2 separate regions of the Dromaius novaehollandiae genome follow, and region 2 is linked to region 1. Evidence: chromatin contacts called from public Hi-C data. All regions are on one chromosome and are shown on one strand. Each heading gives the region's core, a stretch centred on a gene start, on an enhancer-like site or on the middle of the called end of the contact. The rest is flanking DNA. Distances are from core to core; before and after follow the strand shown. Region 1 overlaps RPP30 (ribonuclease P/MRP subunit p30). Region 2 holds the start of HECTD2 (HECT domain E3 ubiquitin protein ligase 2).

Region 1 (7,431 bases), core at 3,007-5,506:
TAGAAACCCCAGCATCATACTCATTTAAAATGGCTCAGTCTGTACAACTCCAAAAGAATTTGAACTGAATTAATTAGCTTGTTTTCACTGTGAGAGCTTACCTTTCCTTTGCAGATCTGCATCAGGCTGATTGCATTTGAAATTGTGTATCTCCTCATTGTGGAGTCTTTGATGGCAGGCGTGTAAAGAAGTTCAAAGTAAATGCCTCGATCTATTGCCTTCACATGAAAGAATGGGATCAAAAATCAAAAGGAAAGAAGCATAACAATCAACAACTGCTGTCTATTACTGATGCAGCTTATTCTCAGTTTAACTGTACTATATATGGAAAAAATGAAAGCAGAATTGTTCTAACAGGAACGCAGCATAGCAGGAAAGGTGGAAAAAGATATTTCACTGTACACCAGCTATGTGCACTTGAATCTTTCGCTGTTGAATAACTGAGGTTTAACAAACAAAGAAATGCCATCTACCTATTATTTTTAATTGGCTTTCCATAATCACAGTGATGAGGAGAAGGATAATCACCTTTGACCAAAAACAAGTCTGGACATTTTCAGGATACTCCTTTTCTAGCCCCGCAGCTTCCCATAAGGAACACCACTTCCCACAGTATCCACATCTTGCAAATAAAGAATTTGTCCTTGCAGAAAAGCAATGAGGTCCCTTCTCTCCTGTCTCACAGGATACTGTGCTATTTGTGACAATTTTTGAAGAACAGCAGGTCACCAGACAGTTTCCAAATAGTAATAGTTAATACATTTTCAGTTGCTTTAAAGTCCTTTGCTACCTGTCAAAGTATCTCACCAAAAGCCTAGTATTACTGTTCTTGCTAACACACAGAAAAAAGTTAAGTAACTTGCAGCAGGACATACACTGAGTTAGTGGCAGAGATCTGGTTCAAAGCTAGGAGTTCCTGGTTCCATTGTCTCTACTAAATTTGTCTGAAATGTTGCTCTATGCTTTATACTCCTATTATTAAAATAAAAATGTTGTAGTGTTAATACTGTAAGAGAGTCTAGTAATTGAATATAGATGTAATGGATCCAGCTACCATCCATGCATAAAATCTGCATGCGTGCGGAACAGAAGTTACATGCACATCAAATGTTTTACACAGCGCTGGTGTGACATCTTCCACCAGGAAGAAAAGCCTGAATTCATCAAAAGCAAAACAGGTAATGGCAGTACACCAATTTCAACTAGTTTCAAGCCAAGCAGATTTTTAACCTCATCCCCAATGCTCTGGCTGCCTAGCAATCCATCTCTCTGGCAATCACAGCAATCTAGATTGACTGCCCCAGGAAGCAGAAAACCAGTCTGACTGACTTGAAGCTGGGAGTGTGGAAGCTGAGGAGCAGCTTGTGAGGAAAATATCTCTAAATACAGTGATCCAAGTGCCTCTTGACCACCCAGCTCCTCACCTGGGTCAGCTGCTGGAGTTTTAGGCACCTAGGGTAGTTTCAGGTAACATTTCATATAAAATTTTTATTCTAACTGGAATATTGAAATTCCCAGTCTGTTGTAAGTTCCAAGTTGTTACTTTTGTTCTGTTTCAGGATTAATTCTGTGGGGTTTTTTTTCCCCCATGTTAACTTTTCTCTAGAAGGGGAAATAGGATTTCTAGCCAACTCCAACTTTCAATTTTTATGTTCCAAGGACTGTATCAGCCATGAATGCCTGTGTAGAATGAACCTTCATACACACTCAGAGGAAAAATATATCACCTAAGAGCATGTTCAAATTAAGTTTTCTGACAAACCACCAACAGCAGACAGAACTGTATTAAAATATTTGATCTACAGCTGATGTACTATTTTAAAAATCAACTTGTGCACCATAGCAAATATTTAGCGATTCCAAATTCGGTTCATTTCCCAAGACATTCTTTTGTCTAAGTACGGATTCAATACAGTTGTTCTCCAAATAACTGGCACAACATCCTTTTCTTAAATTAACACCATCATTCATGTTCTCCTGTCTTTCAAATAGCAGGGCTATTTATCTATTTTGACACAGCTACATCACTTCTGGTTTGGGAGGTAGCTTGGTCAGCAGCCACACCAAATCTCACTGCTTAGCACAGCAGTGGCCTGAAGGCTCTGTTCCCATTCCCTGGAATACCACTTTTGCCTTCCTAAGTGGGGGATAAGAAGGAGAAAGAGAAAGAACACATACCATTGCATGTTAAATGCGGCAGTGGAGGCCTTGAAGTGAAGGACACCTTAAAACAATACTAGACATTATGCAAGAAAATACAAGAACCACTTGGATGGAAATGGTGGGAGGGAAATTGTAGTGAATTCAGCTCAGACTGACATTAAATACAGAATTTAACAGCAAGAAAACTATTTAGATATAAATTTACCACATTCACAGGGGGCCTTCGGAAGTAGAACGGCAGCTTTTCTGTTACATTTATGCATACCAGATCCACATCTAGAGTTGTGCAAGCAATCTACAGCAAAGAAACACAAGCAGATTATTAATATGCCAAAAATGTGCAAGCAACTTTAGGTGCACTGATATCCTTAATTTCTTAATGCAGGAAATGTCTCTCCAGGGTGAGTCCAGTTGTAAAACAAAGAGGTACTATATGTTTTGCAGGTATGCCAATAAAAGAGCAGAGCTACAGCTGCACGGTTTGAGTGTACGGAGCATTTAAAACCTAAACCTTCCCTCATTTACGGAACTACTTTTCCAATAAAATAATCACCAACTTAAAGGCAAGACTTACTGCTTTGTTCTTACCTGATATAGGACATGCAAAAGCAATGCTGGCTTTTGGGAAACTAACCCATGACTAATGAAGGACAACCCCTATTTACAAAAGGAAGAGTCTGGGAACTGTCCCTTACCATTCTCCAATTCCAGTGGTGCCACAGGCCCCACACTGGAGGGCAATTCATGAGGCCTCACTCTCTGGGGTGGGGGGAATGCACAACCCTTCCTGAAAGCCAGGTCTCTAGAGGAGTCTCAAGCTGTGCACCTGAGGTCACAGTCTGAAAGCTTTGCTTTGAATTCACCCCACAATTTACACCCTCTATTGAAAGAAAGAAGGAATGAACAAAGGGTGGAGAATCTTCACACTGACACACAGAGAAAATTAAGTGCACACAAAAGGGAGCCCTTAATTTACATATAATCTCATGCACACAAGACTTGTAGGAATTATATATGCCTACCCTGTAAAGATGATTACACAGGACCAGATTAATTTCTATAAGCAGCAGAGTAACAAAGAAGATAAAGTGGGCTGGAGATGTTCAAAAGGAATTTTCTATTCGTAGGGGAACTCTGCACTCAGAAACCTGCCAGCAACTGCTCCAAATGCACCTGGGCCAGCTGCCAACCATTCATCCCTTCCGCGCCAGCGTGAAAGCAGACGGGGTTGCAGGGCAATCCAAGGCCTGGGTGTGCTCTAACGCAGGGCCAGCTACAGCTTTGCAAACTAGTCTTTCACCAGTTTGTTCACAAGAAATTCGGAGGAAGATGAGAGCAGAGGCCCAGCTTTGGGAATGTTTCTGTGCTGTTGATAGCATTCCCACCTAGATGAGAGGCCCACAGCCCATATGTGGCAAATTCAGACACAGCAAACCACAAGATTATTGATGTAAAACTGACTCTACTGGGCCATTCAAACTAAACTTTATTTTCATGCCTTACCTTTACCAACTCTGTTAGATGGGGCACTGTTTGAATCTATTCTAAATGCAAGTCTAACCTGAGGCAAGTTTGGCCCAACTGTAGCCAGTTCAGTTCCTTTGCTTATGTGCAGTACAACCTACCATCTGGACAGAGGTGATTCACAGGAACACGCACAAAGCAGACAGCTCTGAGTCATGTCCTAGAAAAGATGCTGGTGAGGCCACAGGAAACACAGAAAAAGCCCCAAAATGAAGGAAAACAAGAATACAAACCAGGAGCACACAAGCCACACTGTGTCATGAGAAAATTGAGCCTTCCTAATCAGGTCCAGAAATGCTGGAAAACTCTTTTCCATTTTGCAAATTAACCACAGTGGGAAGGGAGCGACCCAAATGCCAGTTATCTACAGGATTCCAGTGACAAGAACATTTCAGAAAACACCACTAAAGAAAAACAAAATTAAAGAGTCATACCTCCCCATACGGGGGAATTCCTGAACTGCAAGGAAGCTGGAGAGGAGATTTCTCCAAACGCTCCAGGGCTCAGCCTAGCTTTGGCTCCTGGGCAAGTCTGACACACACAGGCAGGTTACCCAGCCTGCTGAAAGGCTCTGAAGGGCAACAACTTTATACCGAAAACGATATCCAGCAGCCGCACACAGCAGCGCTTGTCTTTGGCTTCACTGCAGGCAAGAGCCCCATCTGGTGGAAACTGCAGACAGCCAGAAATAAATTGGCTAGCGCTTGGACAGGCTGAAGACAGCTGGGTTTGCTTTGGCAAACTATTTATGGGTAAACATAGAAATCTGGCTTTGCAGTACATCCTCAGACTTATATAAGCAAGTTTTTGTAGATCGTGGTGATCTGCTAACTGTCTATGAAGAGCAGGCATAACTACCTACAATGATCAGAACAGTTAGAAATCTTAGAGAGTAAAATTTTTTAAAAGCAGCAGGCACTGATCTTAATACTGGGCACAGAGGGGGCATTCCAGTTGCAGACCAAAACAACCCTCCTGGGAGAAGAAGCTGCTCTACAAGTATCGTGGCAACCAGAGCTTCATCATACTCCTGAGTATACAAATTATTTGGAGAATCTGAGCACATCTTTCAGTACCCAATGCTGCCACTCTCAGTCACAGGAAAGCTTCCCTGGCTCATGACGAGAGGGCACAGAATTTTTTAGGCCATGCTAAAATTAGAGCACATCTCCAGTGGTCATACATTTTTTTCACAAACACATGAAAAATCCTGTTTTGTGGAGAATAATTCAAGTGCAAAGTTGTTGGTGAGAAAGCAGATGCTCTTTAGGTAAGGCTGAGTTACTAATACACAATTTTAAAATACACAGGTAATTTGTGATGCAAGATCCACCCCGGAAGGCTTTATCCTTAACATCAGAAGATCCATGAATTATAAAAGCAAGAAGTATATACTGAGATTCTTATGTGTGATGTCATCTGTGCGATTCAGATTCTTCCCATTGATACCTCTAAAAACTTAACACAGTTCTCTGCAGAGGCTTAGAAAATCTAGAAGCTTTAAACAAAAGTCAGACATACAAATCTGCTCCAAATTTGAGCATGCAACAAAGTCTTTCGCCTTGTGCAGTTTGCAAGAAACATGCTTGGGTTTCCTCCCCAAATTAAAGTGTTGCCAGCATGGAGGAAATGAATATGTTTTGTGGACAACCCGGCTTCCTTCCTGACATGTCTGTCACCTGTGAGAACGTCAACTTAAGCAGTCGCTATCTGCACCAGAGCGCCCAGAGCACAGCCATCCTCTTCTTTGTGCTGGAACAACTCTGTGTGTGGCTGAATGGTGAGTCAGAACGGGAGAGCAGATCTCTCTGAAACTTGGCAGACTATGGTTACTTTTCAGCTGAAAGGCAGTTCCTCAAACCAAACCGCCATGCAGCTGAGCAAATAGCTGCACCAGCAGAGCACACCGGGACATGCAGGAGTGAGTGGCTGACGGTAGCGAATATGCCAGCTTAAACACCGGGGCAGCTGAACATCTAACCACAGCAGCAGAACTCACAATATGGCTTGAAAATAAAAGACACCCACCCTTAAATGAGAACCACTGCCACTCCCCCAAACCTGCCAGCATGCTCCTGCTGTTCACCTTGAACTGGCTTCAGGTGCTTGTTAAACACATGACAAACTGACTGAACTCACTTAGGTGAGTTGAGCAAGAAGCCAATGAGTAGCTTCTTCCTGCCCTTCTTTGTCAGTCTCCCTCATTCAAGTTACTCAGTCAGTTCAGCTGCACATGAATCCACAACCTTAATTTCACATTGTTGCCAGAGCCCAAAAGAAAAATCTTGAGAGTGGCTGTGGAAAGCCTCTTTCAAAATTGTTTTGAGCCTTTCAAACCCCCAAGAGTCCCAAAAATCTTACAATGTTACAAGTAAGAAATTAGTTTTGTTATGCTGTAATTGTTCTAATTAATGCCCAAATCCCTATGCTGAAAGATTCTTAAAAGTTCCCCTTCTTATACAGCCTCTGGCTTTGTATGTTATTTTGACAAGTCCTTACTTGGATGAATTCTTCAAAGAGGAAAGGAAGTAGTTTAGAAAAACAAAACAGGGGAATATGATTTTAATATGTCAAAACAGATACTCAGCAGTATTAGAAAGTAGCTTTAACTCCTTTTAAAAACCAGACTCAGTTTAATACTGACAAGCTCTCTTTGAAAGTAAGTTCTGGCATTCCTCCAAAGAGATTCATATTTGCTTTTAGTATCCCAGTGCCTACTTCAGACTGCTTTAAACTGCAAGTCGGCTTGCTGCCTGCCAAGGCTAACAGAGGTGGGACGCTTCCACCTACTTTCAAATCAGAGTTAATAAGATGATTTATGAGCTTGCAATAGGTCAGACATGTTACAGTTTTATTTTTTGTAAGAAAAACATTTTGACAAAAAGCTGACTTGCTTCAGATGCTCAGCTTGATCAAATCACCCGCACCAACTGTTTCTGAGTTTGCAGGAATAGTTTAATTAAAAATATGAAAGAGACAGGGAAATAGTGAACACCTATCACCCAGCAAGCTGAGTTGTGATCCTTCTCCCCTGGACAGCGCTTTAAAACTAGGAATCTTTTTCTGGCAGGAAGGATCTATTCAAGATAAAGCAGCTGTGCATAAAAGTTAGAAGACAATATGATGCCCGGTGCTGCTAGTAGCCACTGAAGAATTACTGCACGTGATTAGATTTAGGTATCAGCTCCAAACAGTAGATGCATAATACTTCTTCAGTCAAACACCAGAACTGGACCAAACTAGTTTGTGGTCAAACACACTTTAACAGTTAGTTTTTCTAAGATCATAGAAGTGATAAGAGTACTGGGTTTTTTGTTCAAAATATATGCATTTCTATTGATGTAAACCAATAGGAGAAACAATGACCTTGGGCTAAGTGTCACAGATAAGTCCTAATTAAGGATTTGAGAGTGATTCACGTTCACAGTTTTCTCTCACCAGCACACTTGGAGCACTTCCACTGCTACATAACCCAGCATCTGTTTGGTAAGACTGATAAAGCAATACATTCAAAGACTCGCAAATGTTTTGGAGATAGTTTTCAGTTGAAGGTTTCCTCTGAACTGCCAGGATAAAATCCGGATGAGGAAAACGATCATCTCCCCTTCACATATTTCCCCAAGGCTGCTCTACTTTTGTGCAGCTTCAGTGCTTTGCTTGGCAGGCAAAGTAACAGACACATAATGAAGTTATACAAGTCAAGTTTTTCTCACTCAGCTTGAGTGTCCGAAATACTCAAAACAA
Region 2 (7,145 bases), core at 3,555-6,054, 210 kb before region 1:
CAGAACAGACGTTCTAAAATAAGCACATTATCCTATCAATTTTTTTAAAAACATGCATTTCTCCTTCCTTTCAAGGGAGTAAGTTTTGACCAAGACACATAGCCAGAGTTCTGTGGAAAGTACTTCACTTCCACCACAACATCCTGAAATACCACCAGAAGGGTAGTACAGCCCATAAACCTGCCATGCTCCAGCGTGCACGCTGGTACGCTGCCAGGAATTTTAAATAACTATGGCATAAACAGTCATTTTCCCATGGCTTACAACTCAGCAAATAGCAAATCTGAACAATCAGCAGGACTTCTGGCTTTAAAACTACTGAGTTTCAATTTCTATCTTAAAATTCCTTGTATGCAACAAATATTCAAAAATAAAATAGAATTAATTCCCATTATTATTATTTCCTGTTCTACAACATCTGAAATACAGTTTCTTCTGGCACTTGGCAAAAAAAAAACCCCAGAACAAACATTGAACAAACATAGCAAGACGTGATCAGCCAAAGAGGGACCTCAAAGCAAACCCAGATCTGACGTTTATCTGCTGTGCCACAAAACATATGCTCTAGGTAGAAGACTTTCTTGAGCCTTCATACATAATTCAAAGAAGCAGCTTTTATGAAGCAGGCTATTATGACAGCCTTTTTTACCGACATAACCTTTCCACAGCTTTCTACATTTTACACCAGTCTTGCCATTGCAATAGTATAGTTGTACAGGCATTTAAACAGGTTCTTCTCAATGCCACCTCCCAGAGAAATGATCAAAACCCCCAAAACTTACACATACCACTTAACTGCATCATCCTGCTCCAAGTGCAATTCCAGCACTTTTTAAATGGACATATGGAAACGGGCTTTACCGGAAAAAGCCCTGGAGGAAAACCAGGAAACTACATGCTCATTAGTGAGGATCTCTGACGTCTCCTGGGAGAGTAATCTAGGACAAGCGTACAGCACCACGTCATACTTGAAAAACTTTGTAGGAGGTCAGTCAGCCTCTAGAGCCTGACTCACATACTGCCATCACAAAAAATGCACCCCCACATAAAGGAGGGGTATGCTTAAGGAAGTAAGTGGATCAAAGTCATCTTTAATCCTCTTTCTTAAGAGCATATTAATAACTCATAACACTTCTTGCTTCTTAGAGAAAGTTTTCAAAATCAGTAAGCCTTCCACAAGGCTGGAGAAGTACTAGCTTTATACTTCATAGATTTATGCTTGCCATTACTGAAATTTAACCAGACAATGAAAAAAAGTCAAATGGTTTGTGAAGAACAAGTAGAGACTACTTTCTGGGAAGAGGGAAAAGAAAAAAAGAGACCATGTAGAAGAGTTTCTTGAAAATCCTCCGCTTTAGCTCTGGTATCACTTGCTCAAGACCCATCGGCACATGGCAAGCAAAGGCCAGGGAAGAGCAGAAGGCTCTCCTCTCTATGCACGTGACATGCAGGACACTCAAACCACGTGAAAGCAGCTGTCAGTGCAACAGCCTACTTGCTAAGTACAATATTCCTTTTCATTTAAGTCTTGAAAAGTTTAACACAGGATTATGTTCGCTTTGTGTTCCCACTTGTTTCTGCTTACTATATGGCCAGCTTAACTTCCTATGGATTTCTTTTCAGAATCTGAATACCGACATCCACCATCCCTAACACATTGGTTTTTATCACCACTTGACCCATAAGAAAAGTCTGAACTAAATGAAGTAATATAATCTCCGCTACTTCTCTGAGAAACAATAGCAATAAGATGTAATCCTTCTCCCATGGTGCCCCGTGGTCCTCAGCTAGCAAGCAGCACAACGCAAATGGCAATACCAATAGTCATATAAACCCTTTATTCCTCCTTGCTACCAGCTTAGACTCGAGATGTGGCACCTTTCATACACATGCTCCTATGAGAAGGATACTGCTGTTACCTATTGACTTACTCAAATTCTGACCTTCTCCACAGCTATGGTGGCACCTGGAACCTGGTTTCCAAGGATGTGTCACACCTTTGCATGGCCTCCTGGGAATGCCATGCTATGCCGTGCCAACCTGCGGTGGGTCATTAGTGCATTAGAGAAAATACCAATTTCACAAAGAAACCGGGAGATGTTCTGAGACAAGAATATCTGAGGCTCACTGCTCATATAGAGACTACAAGGTAAGTCGCCATACAGTGGCTACGAATACAGACAAAATAGACAGAGACAGTGAGAAAATTAAGGTCACCAGGAGTATTTTAGTACTTGCATCAGGTGTTTGTTTTTAAGGGAAGGGAATTATAATGGGAAAACCATGAATATGCAAAGAATATTTTAAAAAAGACAATAATTTTTTCCATTAGTCATCGTATCAAATTTACGATTTTTTCTCCAGTTTAATGAGGATGCAGCAGAGAATATATTTTATTTTAAAAGGATTTTAGAGCATCTGATTAAGTAACACTCATTTTTGATGTTCAAACAGAGCTTTTAATACAAGAACTTGTATTAAAATCGTTCTGTGATTTTAAAATACAAATCTAGCAACATATTTTATAAATACTTGGAATCAGATGCTTGTGTTGGTCAGAACTAAGGTTCAGCAGACCAGCAGTCCAATAGCTTCTTTACAGCAACTTATAAAGATCTTGCAAAAGGTATGTGCATTCCCTACTTGGTATATTTGGATCAAAATTTCTTCCTGCCACACACAAAGGAACACAGCACTATGGGAATATCTATCACATCTTTCCACAAAACTCCTCTCTCCACGATACACTATTAAAACCTGTATGCATCTCAACTTGTAACTTCGAAAGCTCACGTGCACTTGACAAGCAATCACACCTAGCCAGATCCGAGCTCCTCTAGCAGGTCAACTTGGACAACTCATGTCCAGCGGGCAGCAGTTTGGAGACACGTGAAGGATATCCAGCTTACAGCTAAGTTTGCTCTCTTGATTCATTAGGATGAATTCCTCATTGCTCCCTGATTACACACATTTGTCATTAGCCCGACACATTTTAGACCAGCACTCATACCTAAAATTTAAGGGACTAGTATTTGCCTAACAGAGTCTGAAGCTGAGATTTTTCAAAGGTGTAAATGATCCCTGGGTACTTGTCCACTGCAGACCCCTGAAACTCTCCTCCAACACTTTACTTGAATCCCAAGAACAAATAAAGGGAATATTTCCTCTAAATTCAGAATGACTTACAAAGCTGAAAGTCTTTCGGGAGATCGGGATGTCGTAGGCAAAACACAGGGGCAGAACTGGGCAAAGCAGTTTGCCCACAGTTACTTGGTTTAACATTACAGCTATTTCAGGACAGTCATAAACACTGGACACAATTTCTTAAAGTCAAGTTGTATAAAGTGATAATTTCTAATCACTCAGATATTAATCAGAACTATTGAACTAAAAGCTCATAACTGTATTACTATAGGATCAGTAAAATTTTCATTGCTCTGTTAGGTTAAAGTAAGCTATGGTAAGCTTGAGCTTTTTTTATGAAAAAAATGCACCTTACGCCAGGAAAATTTTATATTTCATAATATCGTGTAGTCAGCAGAAAGTAAATTTTGACTCTAGTAAGATTTAAAAAAATTCTCAAATAAGGTTTAAGAAACGGAATTTTTCTGGCAAATTTCTTTTGCACAGTTTTCACCTGAGCTAATTCGTACAGCAGCTATCGAAATGTTTTGTCATCTTTCCTTTAACACAACTTAAAAACGAAAAAGACCTTTCAGGAAAAAGAAAAACGTAAAGAAGTATTTTCCAGCTGGCTCCTTTGCCATAAGCACATTACAAGCTGAACCCCTCCACCCCCAGAGGCTTCACAAATACTCACAGCGCTGCAAATCCCCAGTCATGACTAACCCAGAAGGACAGACCGCCGTAAAATGTTAAAGAACTATAAGTAGACTGAGAATTTATAGCTTCATTATGTCACTGCTTGCAGATGCACTTGTTATTTTTAAGAAACTTGAATGAAAGCCACCCGGAGGAAAAGAACATTAAACGAAAATGATGCCTCTTCTTAAAAAAAAAAAGAAGAAAAAAGAAAAAACCAGGGCAGAGCCGCAGGTAGGGCACGTTAGAGCGAGACTTGAAGCAAAGTCTCCGCTGGCGGCGGCGCTGCCCCTCCGCGGCCTCCCGGGGGGAGGCAGAGGCGGCCCCGGCCCCGACCTACCCCGGCCGCCGCGCTGGACGCCGCCTGGATGGGCGGCAGCTTCTCCCTCTCCTTCTCCTTCTCCCCTTCTTCTTCCTCCTCCTCCTCTTCTTCCTCGCCCTCGCCGACCTCCTCGGCCGCGGGGGGATCCGCGCCGCCGCGGCTCAGCTCGGTGCCCGGCGGCAGCGCCGGGCTCGGCGGGTCGGCGGCAGCCGCGGCCGCGGGCGGGCTCTGCAGCGACATGGCCCCGCTCCCGGCCGCCCCGCGCCTCTGCCCTCGCCGCCCCTCAGCGCTCCAGCCCGCTGCGAGCAGCCCCGCGGCCGCCGCGCCGCGCCGCGCCCCTCCGCTCCGCTCCGTGCGGGGCCGCCGCGGCACTGCAGCAGCGGGGCCGCTCCCGGGCGCTCAGACACCCCCGCACGGCGGGGCGGAGCGCGGCCCGGCCGCCCCCGCCGTGCCCGGCGAGGAGGGGGAGCGCGGGGCCGCAGCAGCGCGCAGCGGAGCGGCCGGGGCCGCCGGCCTCCCCGCCCGCCCGCGGCGCCCCCTCGACCGCCGCGCCACCTACAGCCCGGGGGCAGCCGCAGGGGCCGCTGCCGCCGCCATGTTGTTTATAGGCGGCTCATGGAAACGCGCTTGGCGACCGGGGGCGCCGCGCGGGGGCAGCGGAGGACACCGCTACGGAAACGCCGTAGCGCCGGGCGGAGGGGCGCGGGGCTGCCCCGGCGCTCTGCGCAGCCGCGCGGCCCCCCGCCCGTCTCCGCGGCGCCGAGAGGCCCCTGCGCAGGGCGGCGGCCGCGTCCCGCGGGCTCCCGCCGCCAGCCCGCAGCGCAGGGCGACCCGCGGCGGTTCCGCGCCCCGCCGGCAGGGGCCGCCCAAGGGCGGCGGCGGCGGCGGCGAGAGCCGCAAAAATCCCAACTGGGCCTGGGAGGCCTGAGGGGAACCGGGACGGTGTTGCTGTGCCTCCGTCTGCCCCGTTCCTCGCCTCGATCCTGCATTCAAATCACGCTCTTTAAGTTGCCTTATGATCAGAATGGAGAAATTGAGTGTAAAAGCTCAGGTTGCATCTGTGTTTTGTCGGGGAAAACCGGCGCGGAAAACGACGGCCTGTTGACGGCCAGTCCGCTCGGTTCGTTTGGCAAAGCTCCGGAGGTCCGAGATGCTGGCGCCTTCCCCGAGCCTTGGCTCAGGAGCCCTTGCGCTGTGAGCGAGGTTAATTTGTCCTCGGGACACATGCCGTGTTGGACTGCGCACAATACGGCGCTTGTGTGCGTGGGTAAAGGTATGGGGAATCCTCCTAAGTGAGAGGGGCATCGTGTTTGGTATACGCTAGGCAACATAAAATTTAGGTCCTTGAAAGCATTAGCTGTAGCCGAAATTATAGTTGCTCTCGGCCCACTCTCATTTGATGGCTAGAGTCCTCCCTCCAAGCTTCACGATCAAAGTGCGGATGGAGTGGTATGCCGCCTGTAAGAAATCTTTTCCTGCAGCTTTTCAGATGGAGAAAAACCGTGTTACAGTTTTTCTCAGTATTGCCATTAATCAAGCAGCTCCTGCGGGCTGGAGCTGTGGGGGTAAAGGTCTCCATGAGCTGCGTGAAAGCAAGGGCACAAAAGATACTGCAGCGGTAAGCTCGCGCGCTGAAAAATGCTTTGCCTTTCTGAAGGAACTGGCAGACCTGAAGTGTATTAGGTTTCATTAAGAAATCCCTTTGTCTGCTCACCAAGTTAAATTTGAGAGCTGGTTTTCCAAAAAGCTCGCTTGTTCTCGCTGTGTTTGCTTCCCAGTTGCTCTCGGTGGTTGGCATGAATAAGCAGCCCATCGCAGTTAAGCAAAGCCCCCCCAAACATTCACACATCTTTTTCCTTTCCTTGCCAAGTTATAACATAATGATAGTAATTGCAATGACTTGGGTACAAACAGCTATACACCCAGTGGCAGTCCTCAACTGGAAGCAATTGGCACAGCTGTTTTGTGGAGCTATGCCAACTTAAAACATTGAAGGATTTACTCCCATGAGCCTGCACAGAGAGAGATGGAGCAGAGGGAAATAGAAATGCAGGTAGGGAAGTATGCAAATGAATTTGTAACAGCTTTTTTTTCTGTTCCATTGAGCTGTAAAGCTTGGTTTTTGATAGCTTCAAAAACATTGAAATAGCTTTCTACCAAAATTATTGCACAAAAGCTAATGTGACATTAAAGACATCACTTTTTACTGTGCATAGAAATATTGAACAATGTTGTCTGCAACAGAACACTAGACTGTTCTGTTGAACTAAACTAATATATGTCAGGTGAATATTTTGACCCTTGACAATTATGAAGATAGGCACAAAACTACAATTTTAAAGAATTTCTTCTCGCTGTTTTCTAAGAGAATAAAAGGACCATATGTTGGAGAAGAAACAAATGCATCTTCCCACTCCTAACAAAAGTAGCATAAACTGTTGCCTATGGTTTGCAACTGCAAGTATTCAATATAATTCATACATCCACAATGCAGTCAAAGACACAACCACAGCTTGGAAAGGCATATCTCAGCTGGCTTTAAATCTGCTAGTGTGGATGGCTGCTAGCTGCGCGCAGTGGTGCCGCATGTAGTCAGGTAATGCATGGAAACCATTTGCTGTCAAAGTGATAAACCAGTGTAGTGGGCAATGGAGCTGTCAGCAAACAGCAGAAAGACAGTCCATCTCCTGTCAGAGAAGAGCTGTTGCACGTACAGCATGCACAACTTTGCAAAACTAAACGGAGGTAATGCAACCTCTATTTACAAGACTTCACCAATTTTTTTGGCCAGATGGGCCAGGAGCCTAGACAGAGGCCCATGCACACTCAATGCCTTTAAGTTTAAAGTGTTTGCAGGCTCGTTGTTTGGATCACCTTTCATGATATTTGCATTTTTTTGAGGCTGTTGATTCTTCTGCTTACCTTAGTGGTTGCTTTTCCACCCTCAACTGTTACTATGTTCCCTCATTTATCCTTCCAAGGACACGTTCCTTGATTTTCC

Evidence for each region. A called contact is a pair of places that touch in the nucleus more often than the background predicts.
Region 2: a contact with region 1 is called in a Hi-C map of liver, with 4 times the contacts expected there. The contact joins the promoter of HECTD2 here to the enhancer-like site in region 1. A contact is called at or near these places in 2 of 4 Hi-C or Micro-C datasets (brain and liver).

Annotation. Positions count from the first base shown.
Region 1 is chr6:29,144,121-29,151,551 of bDroNov1.hap1, reverse strand. RPP30 (ribonuclease P/MRP subunit p30) reads right to left here. Exons shown (of 12, transcript XM_026094124.2): 7 at 2,369-2,458; 8 at 102-218. Among named protein-coding and RNA genes, the nearest start is that of RPP30, 7.8 kb to the right of the region's middle. Within about 2 kb of position 4,256, at least 1 of the 2 cell types and tissues checked has open chromatin away from gene starts, as enhancers often do.
Region 2 is chr6:29,352,392-29,359,536 of bDroNov1.hap1, reverse strand. It overlaps HECTD2 (HECT domain E3 ubiquitin protein ligase 2), which reads right to left and starts at 4,804. Exons shown (of 21, transcript XM_064514033.1): 1 at 4,163-4,804. The coding sequence starts at 4,384.